Linked DNA regions of Drosophila melanogaster: region 1 is linked to region 2. Evidence: chromatin contacts called from public Hi-C data. All regions are on one chromosome and are shown on one strand. Each heading gives the region's core, a stretch centred on a gene start, on an enhancer-like site or on the middle of the called end of the contact. The rest is flanking DNA. Distances are from core to core; before and after follow the strand shown. Region 1 holds the start of stas (Stasimon). Region 2 holds the start of RhoGAP15B (Rho GTPase activating protein at 15B).

Region 1 (7,042 bases), core at 2,331-4,830, 680 kb before region 2:
TAATCATAAACAATAAAAAACATTTTGTTTAATATTTTTTACCCTATGTGATAGTATAAGTTCATTTGTGTTATTTAAATGATTCTCAAGTAGCTTCTATTTCAGTCCAGGAATTCCGAAAAGAGCAAGCCTTAAAAAAAGAGGCAGATAAGGAGCTAGCCTCAGTGGACGACCAACTGGACCAGTCGGATCGCGAGTGGACAATTACGCTGAGAAGTATGACGGATAAGCTTAATAAGAAGATAGTCAGCGTTTTACAGATGGGAAAGCTGATAAACGAATTGAAGGAAGAGGTGAGTAGCTGCGAAATATCCATTCCAAGTGAATAACTTTTCCGTTTTTCAGTTGCAAAAAAGGAATTTGATTAAAACGGGTGTCACTAAGGGCGCTGAACCAAGTTTGGCTGGTGTTCCATCCGCTAGCACCATTTCACCATTTCAGTCCGCTTCGGATTTCCTCAACAACTTCATCTTTAAGAATATCAGACCAGATGACAATAAATCCATGACGAGCGTGAATAGAGAGATCACTACTAAGAAGCTGGAGACTCCTCTGCGATCCATTTTGATCAAATGCAAGGAGGTCGAGTCTGTTGCCATTTCCAACTCGCCAACAAAGCAAGTGCGTTTTTCTCCCTATCCAGAGATAAGCCATATCGAAGAGGAGAAATTTGAGAAGACCGATTGGCTTTCTCCTTCAGAAGAGGCAGGTGTCCCAAATGCGGAATTAGAAGAGGACAGTGACGAAATGGAGGCCACAGACGAAGATTTTGAGGAAATATCAGAAGAAGAATTCGAAATGGCGCTGAAAGATGAAGGATTTGAGCAGGAGGTAAAAGTAGAAAAGTCAGAAGAGGTTTTGCATCTAGAACAGGATAGATATGATGAGAAATCTGGCTCAGAAGTCGAGGAATCCGTATCGGATGACAAGGAATCCGGAGGGGAGGCTTCAGGAGAGGAGGAGCCGGCTGATGCGGCCAAACAAGTAAAAATCGGCGAAAACCCGAAGACTGATGAGCAGCTATCCAATGAAATTTCCGATAAACCACAAATAATTAGAGTCGACACTCTCTCTCCCTTCAAAAACATATCTTCCTGGGCCAGCGACGATATACCCAGCACCTCCAAGGGCACTCTTAATCGTTTTACTGCAACCCAGTTTATGAACTATGGTAGCAATCGCGATGAAAACGAGGCGCCGCCTTGCAAGCGACTAAAATTGGAGGAGGAGGAGTTCCCAATGAGCCAACCAATGCCGGATTACTTTAAGCATCCGTCGTCCACATTCAACAACTTTGATGATCAATCACTTCGATTCAGCTCGCCCCACAACAATTTTGACGATGATTACCTGCTGAACTTCAGCGATGATAATGATGTTACACCTACTGCCGCCTCGGCGTACATACTTTAAATTGTTAACGTATTTTGGTCAAAAATTAATGTATGTTCTTTATAAGAACGGACAATTAATTAATATCCAGATACTTATTCATTCATTGCCATTTGCAATCAAAAAAAATTTCACTTCAGCTAAATTATTTGTAGCTTTATAATGAAATTAATTTGCGTACATAATATGCATATGTACATTTAAATCATACGTATTCAGTTCGAAAGTGCCGTTTCAGACTTATTCTTCATTTTGTCGTTGCTTATAAACTAATAAAACAATAAATTAAGACAAATTCGTGACTTTAAATATTTAATTTTACTGCAAACAGTAAATTTTACCACTTGCAATAAAATACTTTTCTCATTACAGCATATAAATCTTTATTAAAAATGTATATTATAAAATAGGGGAATATGAAGACTACTTAATACAATACATAGTGTAAAATACATTTATATATTTAATCTAATATATATTTAACTTTAATATTTCATTTGTAATTCTGGGCGCCAATGGTTTGAGTCCAAGCTTTAATCGATTTGGTATATTTATGGTTTGTTTTGGTATTTGTCAGCATGCATCGCGCTTAGTATTTTAACCCATGCTGTCGATACCACGAGTTTGTTTTACAAAAATTGAACCAAAACCCAAAATAAATGGCTCGGAAACGAAAGATTCCCGTGCGCAAGCACCACGGCGTCCGTGATCCCCTCAAGCAGCTGGAACAGAAGGAGAAGAAGTTTGTTCATAGTGGCAAGTCAGTCGAAAAAGGCAGCTAAACTAATATCTGCACCATTTCACATTTCAGACTTTCCAAAGTAACGAACAATCCGCCTGTGAAAAAGGATGAGCAGCAGGTGTCCTTTAAGTTCCGTCAGTTTCAGCAGCTTGCCAACGCCACCAAATCGGGCAAGAAGCTAAGATTGGGCGAAATTGGACGGGAGGATAAGCCCAAATCCTCTCCAGGATCCAAGCCTGGCAGTAGTTCCTCCTCAAAGGAAACGCGTAACATCAAGCAGTTCGCCAACGAAACGGACGAGGATTATCTGCGCCGAGTGAATCGCATGACCAATGCATCCGTACGGGAAGCCCACTACGAGGCCAAGTATGGTGTGAACGTGATCAGAAACCCCAAAACCGGGGAGATTACTGTCCAAAAGAGGCCGAAAAACGAGATCGACGAGCTGCTCAAGCAGAAGCAAAAGGAGCAACGGCTGGCGGGCAAAAGGGGTCGCAAAAAGGTTCAAGTCGTACACAAGCCCATGGATGCGAAGACCAGTCGCGAATTGGTGAAGAGGGCCTACAAGGAGGCCCAGCAAGAGGTTGATACCGAGGAGAAGCAGAATGCCGGGCCAACAGAATTCAAACAGGATGCTGTGGCATTTGGTGAGATCGTCCATGCCCCACCTTCCCTCAAAATCCTGCCGCGCAAAGCGGAAAAAAGTGAAACCGTGCCGCGTCCAGGACGCAAAGCCAATCTCCTTCTAAAGTCCATGCTGAATCCCGACCAGGGTCAGTCAAATCGTGGGCCGGAGGACGACGACAGCAGTCGACTAAAGCTGGCTGCCCAATCTAAGAGCGCCTTCAAAGCACCCACCAAGGCCCAGATGAAGGGCAAGCGGAAAGATCTGCCCTTGGCTACGAGGTCAATGCTTGAAACCGAGCGCAGCAAAATGGTTCAGCTATACCGTCAGCTCAAAAACAAGACAACAGCAGATTCCTAACAGATTCTAGACTAGATACCAACGTACTTTTTTTTTTACATGAAAACAAGTTAACCTAATCCCTTAAGTTTCGTGAATGCGTTTGCTACCCACTGAAGGTCGTAGTTTCATTATAGAATGTTAAATATATTGATGAGATTTTTATTAAATCTATTTTCATACAAAATAAAAAGTGCACTGTTTAATTCCACTATTTCTATCAGTATTTCATGGAGGTGGTAATTAATATGGAGTCTTTTGGCAAAAAGAAAAAGGGCACTATTATGTTGATATTTATAGATACAAAAAAAGTACTTCACTTGCTTATGCAGACACTCACATTTTTTTATTTACGTATAACATTAAAAAATATAAATAAAATTTAGAGAAACTAAAAAGTGGCGCTAAATATGACAGTATGACCAGATTTTATTAGAAACCCACGTTCAGTTTTGTGCGGTAGCTGTGTACACGCTTGGACTTAATCAACACTGCGCCTTCGGCCACACTGGTCGTGACGGAAATTTCTGAAATTAATTTATTTTAAATTGACTTTTAAGCGTGATCGTTCGCCGAAAAAGTCGGCTAAAGTGAAAAGCAATAGAAAAAATTTAAAAAAATTGCTATTAGCGCAGTAGTCAACTACAATTACTCTAGTTAACGCAGTTTTAGCCAACTTCCTATTTTTTTTATATTGATTAAATTCATTGTTGTAGACACACGCACATACACATACGCATAGGCACGCGGATAGAGAGAAGAACAACAAATTGTGACTGGCGCGCAAATAGGCACACAAATAGCATTAACAATTGATAAATAGCCTAGACGCTAAATGAGTCAATCGTGAATTAAAATCGGATATAGAAGGCTTATTAAATTTTCCTTCTTCAACTCGGGCTTACGTACATCGTGTCAAAGCCACAATGTCTTACTGCAGTGGTGTGGGTGAGTGTGCTGTTTTAGTTGTTTTTACTTATCAGCTGAGCGAAGGAACGGTGATTAACCCGCAGCTAGTGCGCAGCCCGTGAAGCCAAAAACGACTATTAACCCTTAGTCCGTGCATTCTGTTCACCACCACCACTTCTGCTTTGGAATGCATATTACATCTGCATGTCTCTGTTTTTTTTTTCTAGCCATTTCCGCTGACGAGGGGATTACAATGCGCAATGGCAGGGCAAAGGCGCTCCAGGAACACTCCCCGGATCAGGTGGCTACTCCACTGTTGCCACAGGTGCCGCCACAGGAGCAACAAGATCTTAATCCACAGCAACAACAGCAGCAGCAGCAACAACAACAGGCCACTCCGCAAAAGCAGGCCATGTCCGCAGACGAGAAGAAGGCCACCAAGAAGTCCCTGGTCATCGTAGCGGGCATTTTTGTGGCCAGCTTGGTCACCATGTGCTATGTGTACGCCATATTCCCCGAGCTCAACGCGTAAGTGGGTCTTTCTGGTGCTAAAGCGCCACAAATGTGTGTCCCCTGCGCATTCGTGCACCTGTAAGGTGTTAAGTGGCCTCCATGTGTGTGTGTGTGTATGCTTAGCTTGTCTCGCTTGATTTGCGAGCAGAGATGTCGACCAATGATCCGCTTAAAATAGCTAGGCTACATCCAACTATGATTAGATATGCTAGGTAGTCATTTACCTAATGCTAGTTATCTCCATTTCGCTTCTAAAACAATATTTTATGTTTAAATATCATAGATATTACATTTGTAGGATGTAAAACTCTTATTGCAAATACTTATTATTGGCTAGATCAGACATAACTATTTGTATGTAGTGAGAAAAGGGCCATTTAATTGTCCAAATATTTACTATAACAGCCATGTTAAATAAGTAACTTAACTCAAATGTCACGCTTTGCATAAGAAAAACTTTCTGCACACGATTATTATTATCTTTAAACTTTACCTAAAGCGGATTGTTATTTGATAGTCTGGTTCTGTGAGTGAGTAAACTTATTTTGTTTAAAGTTCAAGACGTTTGTGTACATATACTTCTATCAATTTGAATTCATCAGAATTTGATTTGCATGGAATCAGCAAGTCAGAGAACAATCTTTGTTTTTTTTTTGTCAAATTTGATCAGCAAACGTAACGTGTTGAAAACTATAAGTGCAGATCCCTCTAATCTTTTTCAAAGTCCCTTGGCAGACCCATTATTCTTATTGATAATGCTGTGAAATTTTACTTATCTATTTTGTTGTTCTTTTTTGTGTTCGTGCCTTTTCACTGCATTGGCATACAGTGATTATAAAGTAATTGAAATAGTAACCAAATCATGATACCTTTTACGGCATTATAAAAACACTTATCTGTATATCGTGAGTTTGCTTCCATTTAAGAGGCGTTTTTGGGCAGTAAAGATAGGAACTATTTACAAAGAGTTATTAAAGTATAGTATTCAATAAATAACAATGGTTTTCTATTTAGATAGTTAATCAAATAGTAATATTATATACCAGTCCCTAGCAACCAAACTTATCTAAATTTGTAAATTAAGAAATATTTCAATTAAGCTCCAGTTGAGTAGCCAGATTTGACTGGAAAATGGCTGAAATTACAGAGCTATCTGGCGAGAGGGTTTACTCGCACACACACACACACACACATCGAGTCACGCCACCGATATATGAAGTATTTGTATATATATACATATATACATAGACTGTGTTTACACCTCGTCTCGGTTTTGTTCTTGCCCAACTTCTGCAGGTCGGAGAAACAACACTTGAAAATTCCGCGTGATATCCAAGATGCTAAGATGCTAGCCAAGGTCCTTGATCGCTACAAGGACATGTACTACTTCGAAGTGATGTTTGGCGTCGTGGTCGCCTACGTATTGTATCCTTTTACCAAATCCAAAAGTACAAATCCAAAGTACGAAAAATGGCATGAAAAGTCGGTCGCCGACTGATTAGATAATAAAAGAGTTCTATCGTTCGGCGGTGACCTTGACCCGATTACCAAAAATGAAGACCCCGCCACTACAAACTATTCACGGTCAGTCGGGCGTTTGTGTGTGTTTCCACCTTAATTAATTCACGATCACCGTTTGAAGCGCATAGTGTGCATATTAAATACGTGGGTAGCACGGGGAAGTGCGAGTGAGATAGCTGTAGGAAGCAGGGGAGCCGCTGAGGTTGCCTTCTTGCTCTTACTTACTACTTGCACTCTCTGGGGTGGACCGTATTTCTTTGGATTTTCCTCACACGCTAGCATTTCGTGTTACTAGAATTCAATGCAAACAAAAAAATAAACCCACAATGCTCAAAACTGGTTCTTCACTGTGCGTATGAGTAATAAAATAACGTATACGCAATGTTAACTGTGTTGCTATTAGTTTATTTAGAAAATGTTTTGCTAACCCAACTGGGTTTAAGATATTTTAAAATGATTAGTTTTTATCGGTGCGTGTCAAGTTTATCGTTTTAATAAGGTCCACTCCAGTGCACGCAGCATGTGCTACCTAAAAATCGACTTTGGTCGTTTATATGACGCATTCTTTGTATTTGTTGCTGTTTTCGTCGCGAAAATCAGCTGAGCTGGACATTATTTTGTTGTCGTCAGTGTTTTGATTTTTTGTATTTTGTTTATTGCTCTTCTTCTTCCGCACTCAAGTGCGTTTTTAGCAGGAATAAACAAAAAAATAAAGAGGCAACCTAGAAGCGAAATCAAAAGCTAAAGCACATACGTAACTTTATAGCCTTGCGCCAGTGTGTTAGTGAGCATTTTTTATTGGCCCGTGCATTTGTTATCGGGCATTTGTTGAATACGTGGTCCGATGCCAGATGGAACGAGACTGTGGGGGATTCTCGGACGATGGGGGTGTCATTGTCAACTCTTTGCGTCTATAAATACCCGCCCACAGACGTTCGAGCACGCGTCCAACTAGTCGTACGATCTGTCTTTAATCCCAAGCACAGTGGTTCCAAGAAAGA
Region 2 (6,525 bases), core at 2,556-5,055:
ATTGTTGCGGTTATTGTCGCCGGGCACTTCTCTTTTTTTTTTTTTTTTGCATATTGCGCCGGATAAGTTGGATGAATGAACTTGATGGATGACTCACATTAGAGCGGACCCTATATTATTTCCCGGGAATATCAGCTAGACCTACTACTACGCCGCCTGTCGTGTCTCCCCCTCGATGATTAATCGAATTTCAAATTTTACGCTCTCACACTACGGGGTATAATATATATATACTCGAATCGACTCGTATAGTAAAGCGAGTGCTGACCAAATGAATCAATTGTTTTGCCACACACAATCACGAATACGAATCCACATTCAATTACCCAATTCTGTGACCATGTGGACTATATACGTTTTATCTGCGTTTCATAGACGTAAGGCATTCTGGTTTTAATTTTTATATGAAATTTTGAACTTCTTATTGCACTCATTTCTCATAAGATTTAGGTATTCAGATTAAAACGATCTTGACTCTCTGCATGTAACAAAATATACAAGACATATATTAACTATTTGCTCTTCAATTATTGTCACCATAGATTTGACCGAAATGTGTCACACTTTCGTGTGGTGAGATACTCGTGAATTGTACCCAGTGCATATAGATAGTATAGTATAAAACACTCTCTATATACACGTTCTGTCCAGATATCGTTCGTATTTATAGTGGCTGGGCAAAAAGAGCGATAACAATGACGAGCCACCCAAGAGTGATAATTATATAGAGCTGAGTGCCAGTTTACATTATGAATGACCGGCCATAGATGGTGGTGTGGAAATCCTGGGGATTATATGGTAAAATTGATAGGCAAATCAAAACTCTGGATCCATCAAGGGCAGCAATAAGCAATATCCATATATGATAAATATAAAACTTAAAATCCAGATACTATTTTCTCAAAGGCATTATTTCAGATGAAGAGGTTTGAGTTTTGATAACGATAAATCCATTGAATACTTGGAGTGCCATTTAAGCCAACTTTGATTTATGTGTATATACATATGTATGTATATGTATGTATCATATTTCGCTGCTGTGATCCATTATTTTGCGCAATTATACGATCTAATAGGGCTTACTTCCGTTGCGATAATATTTGCCCAATCCAAAAATATATATATTCAAACACATTATATACATATATCCGTGTGCAATATGAAAACGCTTGGACTTAATTCATATTTATATGTTTGCATGCAAATAAAGTGATGCATTCATGCGCATTTGCAATTGGATAGTCATTTATTTATTCGCATGAATCACTTGCGTTCTCCCCTTGCGTTTTTATGCTTTTCTTCTTTCGTTGCATTGTTATTTTGCTAATTACAGCAGTTTCCATGGACCAAGTGCAATGGCTATATGATAGTGCACTGCGAAAAAAAAAACGTGCATCTAGTTTGCATGTCAACGACTGTGTACTATTCTCAGAGTGTTTGATAATTAAATTGATAAGAGTTTTGATAGTACTTGGGATAATATTGCAATAACTGAAGTTGCAAGTACAGAAACAGATATAGAGAATGATATTTTCCCTGTGTATATATACGTATTCTCTGATTCTGATTCACAGACTGTGTTTGAGCTTTGTTTTTGTTTATGTTTATAAGCGCGATAAGAGCGGCGACAGTAAAAATAAGCTGAGTTAACTGTTCGTCCCTCATTCCGGGATCGTATTCATGGTGCAAAATGTACAAAAACTGAAACTGAACTGGAGGAAATGGGCACAGATAGTTCCACACTCGACTTAACGCTTCCATGGCCCCAATTATATAAGACCAGGGAGTGCGAAGAATCGGAGAGCCAGAGGGGGGCAGTGTTGGGTTAAGCGATCTCGCGACTTGCGACTCGATTTCCAAGTTGTTTGACAGCATTTTTTGTCGTATGTAAGTTGCCATCGATTTGTGATTTGATTTATACACAGAGAAACGAGAAGACAGGTAGAAAAAGAAGAATCCACAAAGCGATCGTTAGAGGGTAAAGGAAATCCCAGACACTTGATTACCTGGACTATCGCGAGGAGAATACTAAGCGTGCAGCTATGCCGTTCATCTGTAACTCTTTTTGCCAACGAAATACGTTTAAATAAGAATCTTTAGGTGTACCTACTGAAGGGTTACAGATTTATGGTCATTTACCATATTGTTTTGACAAACCTTTAGTTCACTTGATGTGTTCCAATTGTAAACAAGAAAAAGCTATTAAAATAAGTAAGAGATGATAGATTACAGCTCTTCCCATTTAATATAAATATAATGCACATAGAGTGAGCAGCTAACATTATCTTTTAGTAATCATAATGTTTACGGATCATAGATACATTAGGCTCTAAAAATCCAAATATTTGTCAACTCACGAGTTTGTTGTATTTCACGTACCCCAACGAACTTATGCATAGTGTACTTTATTTATTACCATAACTAAAAGATCTTGAGAGGCTTTTATTTATTTAGCCCAATTTTCGGACTTATCGCCTGGATTGATCGATTAATTTGGTTATTGATTCTTCTGCGAAAGTCAAAGGGAAAAGCGCATCCAATCGGAGAATGTGTGTCGGCTGTCTTAATATGTTTATAATTGACTTAATTGCCAAACAATTAAGAACAGCAACAAAATGTGTCAAACGATGGAAAGAGAGAGAGAGAGAGGGAAGAGCGGTGGAGAGATGGAGCGAAGAAGCGCAACAGGTGACACCTGTCCCGCTCGCACAGTCTATCGCTAAATGGGAGCGATAAGCAGTTAGAAGCGAAATATATGTGTGTCAAAAATTATCATACATACAAATGTGTACACAGCCATAGTGGTTTTATAAATTTAGGAAAAAATATCATTATATTGCATAAAACGCATAGGTGGCAAAAACACTAAATTAAAATATAATACAAATATATAAACATATACTAACGAAATGTTTTTAAACATTTCAAAGTATAATGATTAAAATTCACAATGTTATCAATATTGCCGTATTTCGCATTATTTATATTTGATTTATTGTAGATATTACTATTATTTGGCACATAGCTGTCACTAAAAATTATCAGCCAACTAACACAGACACACAGCCCGTATGTAAACACGGATTGATTAGAACGCATTGAAGAGAGAAGAGACCATTGAAAATCGAAGCCCGCAGAAAAAGAGATCGCAAAGAAACTGCGGCTTTCAAATAAAAATAATAAAAATCGCTTTTACCTTTCGCTTTTTCCTTGTTAAAAATTTCGTATGCAGTTTCTGCGTGGTCAACTTAACTTCGTTTTATATTCACAACACACACAAACACAACCAGAGCACAACAATAAAAAACGAAAACAAAGAGTGTGAGAGAGAGGGAGAGAGCGGTGGGCGAAAAGCAAAGTCTCTGCTAAATTGCTAAGCTGATTTCCCACACATATCGATATTGCACTGATATTTTACTGCCGCAACTAGTTGACACATTTCCACAAACATTTCGGCCCAGTTTACTAATATTTGTTTATTTATTTATTATTCTTGCGGAATGAATCACTTGCGGAATGTTTCACACACACATACGCGCGCGTACGCATTGTTTGCATCTGTCTCTCTCTCTCGCGCGATCGATGTCTTTTTTTGTTGTTGTCTCCAAAAGGGAACAACAACTATTCGCTAAACAGAAGTTGACAATTCGCGGATGGAAAAGTCATGACCAGAACAAGATTCTTTGTTTTTGTCCCCAATGCCCGCTTTCCGAACCGGATTTTCCGATCCGAACGATCTGCGACCGATCGAAGAATACAAATGCATAATGTAATATAACGGGGCGCGCCTAGTGTGACCGTTGGCGGAAAGACAGCGAATGCCGGCAAAACTAGTTACTAAACTAGTAGCTAGGATACAAGTTATTAATTTTAGTTATATGTAATAATGTAAATTTTAATACTAACGTTCTTTCCATATAACTGAAACATTTTATATCAATAGTTAACTGAATATTATCTCGGCATGAATGCCAGATTTAAGTTTTTTGCCACAGCAACTGGAATTTACCGGATTTTTAAATTTTAAAGCAGCGCCCACGGTAAAATCAGTAAAGCACTTTAACTATAGTGTAATCATTTAAGTAAATTTGTACGTATAAGGAATTGGAATTGGAAGGAATTTGTTTTCTATTTAAAAAACGATATATACCGCACTGCCAGCTATCGATAGCAAATAATCGGCTGGTCGTGATTAAATGTAAAAATTACTTCCACGCTCTGGTAACACTGCATTGTATACCAGAAAAAAATGGTATTAGCATTAGCAGAGAAAAAATCAAATAAATAAAGAAAAAATCAATTAAAAGTGCGCCATTCCAAAGGATTATCCCAAAAGACGCGATCATCCATATCAGATGCTTAAGAATCGGCCGGAAAATCCGACATCGAACTATTAGGCTAGTGAAAAAGTGCAAAATAAACATTCGCCCAGTGGAGGGGGCCATACAGAAAACACTCGAGAGTCTTTCGAAAATACACATATTATACCACACGGATCGTTTTGGATCTACAATGGCCACCAGCGAGATCTCGAGCTCCAATGAGCGGCACTACTACGCCAAACTGGAGGCCATCAAGGACATCAGGGACAAGACGCTGTCGCTGGAGAAGCTCAAAGTGCGGATCATCAAGGAGGTGAAGCTGAGCGACGACGAGGAGAAGTGCCTGGAGGAGTACCGCAAGGAGATGGAGCACCTGCTCGAGGAGAAGATGTCGCACGTGGAAGAGCTGCGCCAGATCCACGCGGACATCAACGACATGGAGAACATCATCAAGCAGACGAAGGAGAACCAGACCCGCTCCTTCGACATGGCCAACCGGGTGTACGAGGAGTACCTGGCCCTGAAGTACCAGATTGATCACATGCGCCGCGACTATCTCGGACTAAGCCCGCTGCGAGATCTGCACGAGGAGGAGGGCAGTCCCATTTCGAAGGATCGCTTCCAGACCAACTTCCTTAAGGTGGCCGCCCAGTCGGCGGCAGCAGCAGCTGCTGCAGCTGCGGCGGCGGCCTCGGTTAATCAGAACTCGTCGTTGGCCCGTCCGCATGCCCGGCATCCTCTGATGCCGGAGGCCACGGTCACCGCGCTGCCTTCTGGCGGCGGACAGGGCGGCGTTGGTGGTGGCGGCGCTGCAGGCGGTGGCGGAGGATCTGTGGGCGGCGGAGGCGGTGGTGGCGGCAATCCTGGACACGCCTTCATGCCACCCGCACCGCCGGGAGCAGGCAGTGCTGCTGCCGCCGCCGCTGCTGCTGCAGTGCGTCTGGGCAAGGGTGACTTCTCAGCACCACCGCCACCGCCGCCGCCCAGCAATCGACTGCAGCAATCGCCTTCGATCGGCATCGGCCACCATCCCTCGTTCCGCTCCGACTTCAATGTGAATCTCCGCCAGCAGCCGCCGCCCATGAAGTCCTGTCTGTCCTGCCACCAGCAGATCCACCGGAACGCGCCCATCTGTCCGCTCTGCAAGGCCAAGTCGCGCTCCCGCAATCCGAAGAAGCCCAAGAAGAAGAACAACTAAGTGGCCACCGCTCCAGACCAGCAACTACACTCATCTTAAGTCCGGAGCTGGTTCCGGAAACTCAGCGCACTAAATCGAATGCGTTTTTTTTTTTTTGCCTCATCTATTTATTATTAATCCCAATGAAAAGTATTACAACGACGCAAGGCGGGTGTGCTCATGATTATCGGAGAAGATTTAAAAGAATGTCAAATACTTGCATTAATATTTTATACATTACTAGTGTATTTGAAAATCGATGAAGAAATTATTCATGACACGCCGGCCGCTAACAAATTCTCATAACAATTTTAGTTGGTAAACTCAATGAATTTGATTTTTATTTTAACTATAATCATAGGCTAAGTATTTTTTAAAAGCTCAAATAACGTGTCAAATTATCGAGAACAAAAATTTTGTTTATACATGTAAGCCATGCTAAATATGCAACTATGTTATATTTAAGCAGCAAAAAAAAAACACAAATATCAATAAAAATATTTCATTTTTAAATGGGTTCTTTTGGTTATAGATTAAATTATTTGGATTATTGGATTTGATTTTATATGTGTGTATTTTAATACAATAACTATAACTGATGTTTATATACTTGCATTATATTTTATACATTTTACATTTGCCATACATCGTTTGTGAACTAAAGAGTATTGTAGATATACAACGTACTAAAATTTAGATCCATGGTATTTTGGCCTGTCCCTGCACTTGGTCACACCTAGCTTAAGCCGAGCAAAAAGTTCGGATTTTTATTCAATTTTTTAATCCAGCCCGCAAAACAACAAATTCGTATTGTTTCAAATTGTTTCAATTGCAATTTTAGTGAAACATAGCAACAACCAGTTCAAATTGAACGCATCAGTGCACTTGGTTTTCTTTTTTTTTTTTGTTTTTGTGGATCAGTTTGTCGTTTTTGTTCTTGTTGTCGCTGCGTGCGTAGAATTTGTGAAAAGAGAAAGTTCTGCGCCGCGTCTTTCTCCGCCTCTCTTTCTCCAATTCTTCGCACAG

What was found. A called contact is a pair of places that touch in the nucleus more often than the background predicts.
Region 1: a contact with region 2 is called in a Hi-C map of the Kc167 cell line, with 5 times the contacts expected there. The contact joins the promoter of stas here to the promoter of RhoGAP15B in region 2. A contact is called at or near these places in 2 of 107 Hi-C or Micro-C datasets (the Kc167 cell line and eye imaginal disc).

What each region holds. Positions count from the first base shown.
Region 1 is chrX:17,624,433-17,631,474 of dm6, reverse strand. stas (Stasimon) reads left to right here and starts at 3,580. Exons shown (of 4, transcript NM_132997.3): 1 at 3,580-4,046; 2 at 4,235-4,535; 3 at 5,817-5,945. The coding sequence starts at 4,025. CG8326 reads left to right here and starts at 1,983. Exons shown (of 2, transcript NM_132998.2): 1 at 1,983-2,134; 2 at 2,204-3,311. The coding sequence starts at 2,052. The coding sequence ends at 3,119. corolla (corolla,) reads left to right here. Exons shown (of 4, transcript NM_132999.3): 3 at 106-293; 4 at 346-1,684. The coding sequence ends at 1,413.
Region 2 is chrX:16,940,570-16,947,094 of dm6, reverse strand. It overlaps RhoGAP15B (Rho GTPase activating protein at 15B), which reads right to left and starts at 3,805. Exons shown (of 9, transcript NM_132955.4): 1 at 3,197-3,805. It overlaps CG13001, which reads left to right and starts at 4,224. Exons shown (of 1, transcript NM_132953.3): 1 at 4,224-6,009. The coding sequence starts at 4,513. The coding sequence ends at 5,520. It overlaps wus (wurst), which reads left to right and starts at 6,222. Exons shown (of 2, transcript NM_001298426.1): 1 at 6,222-6,525.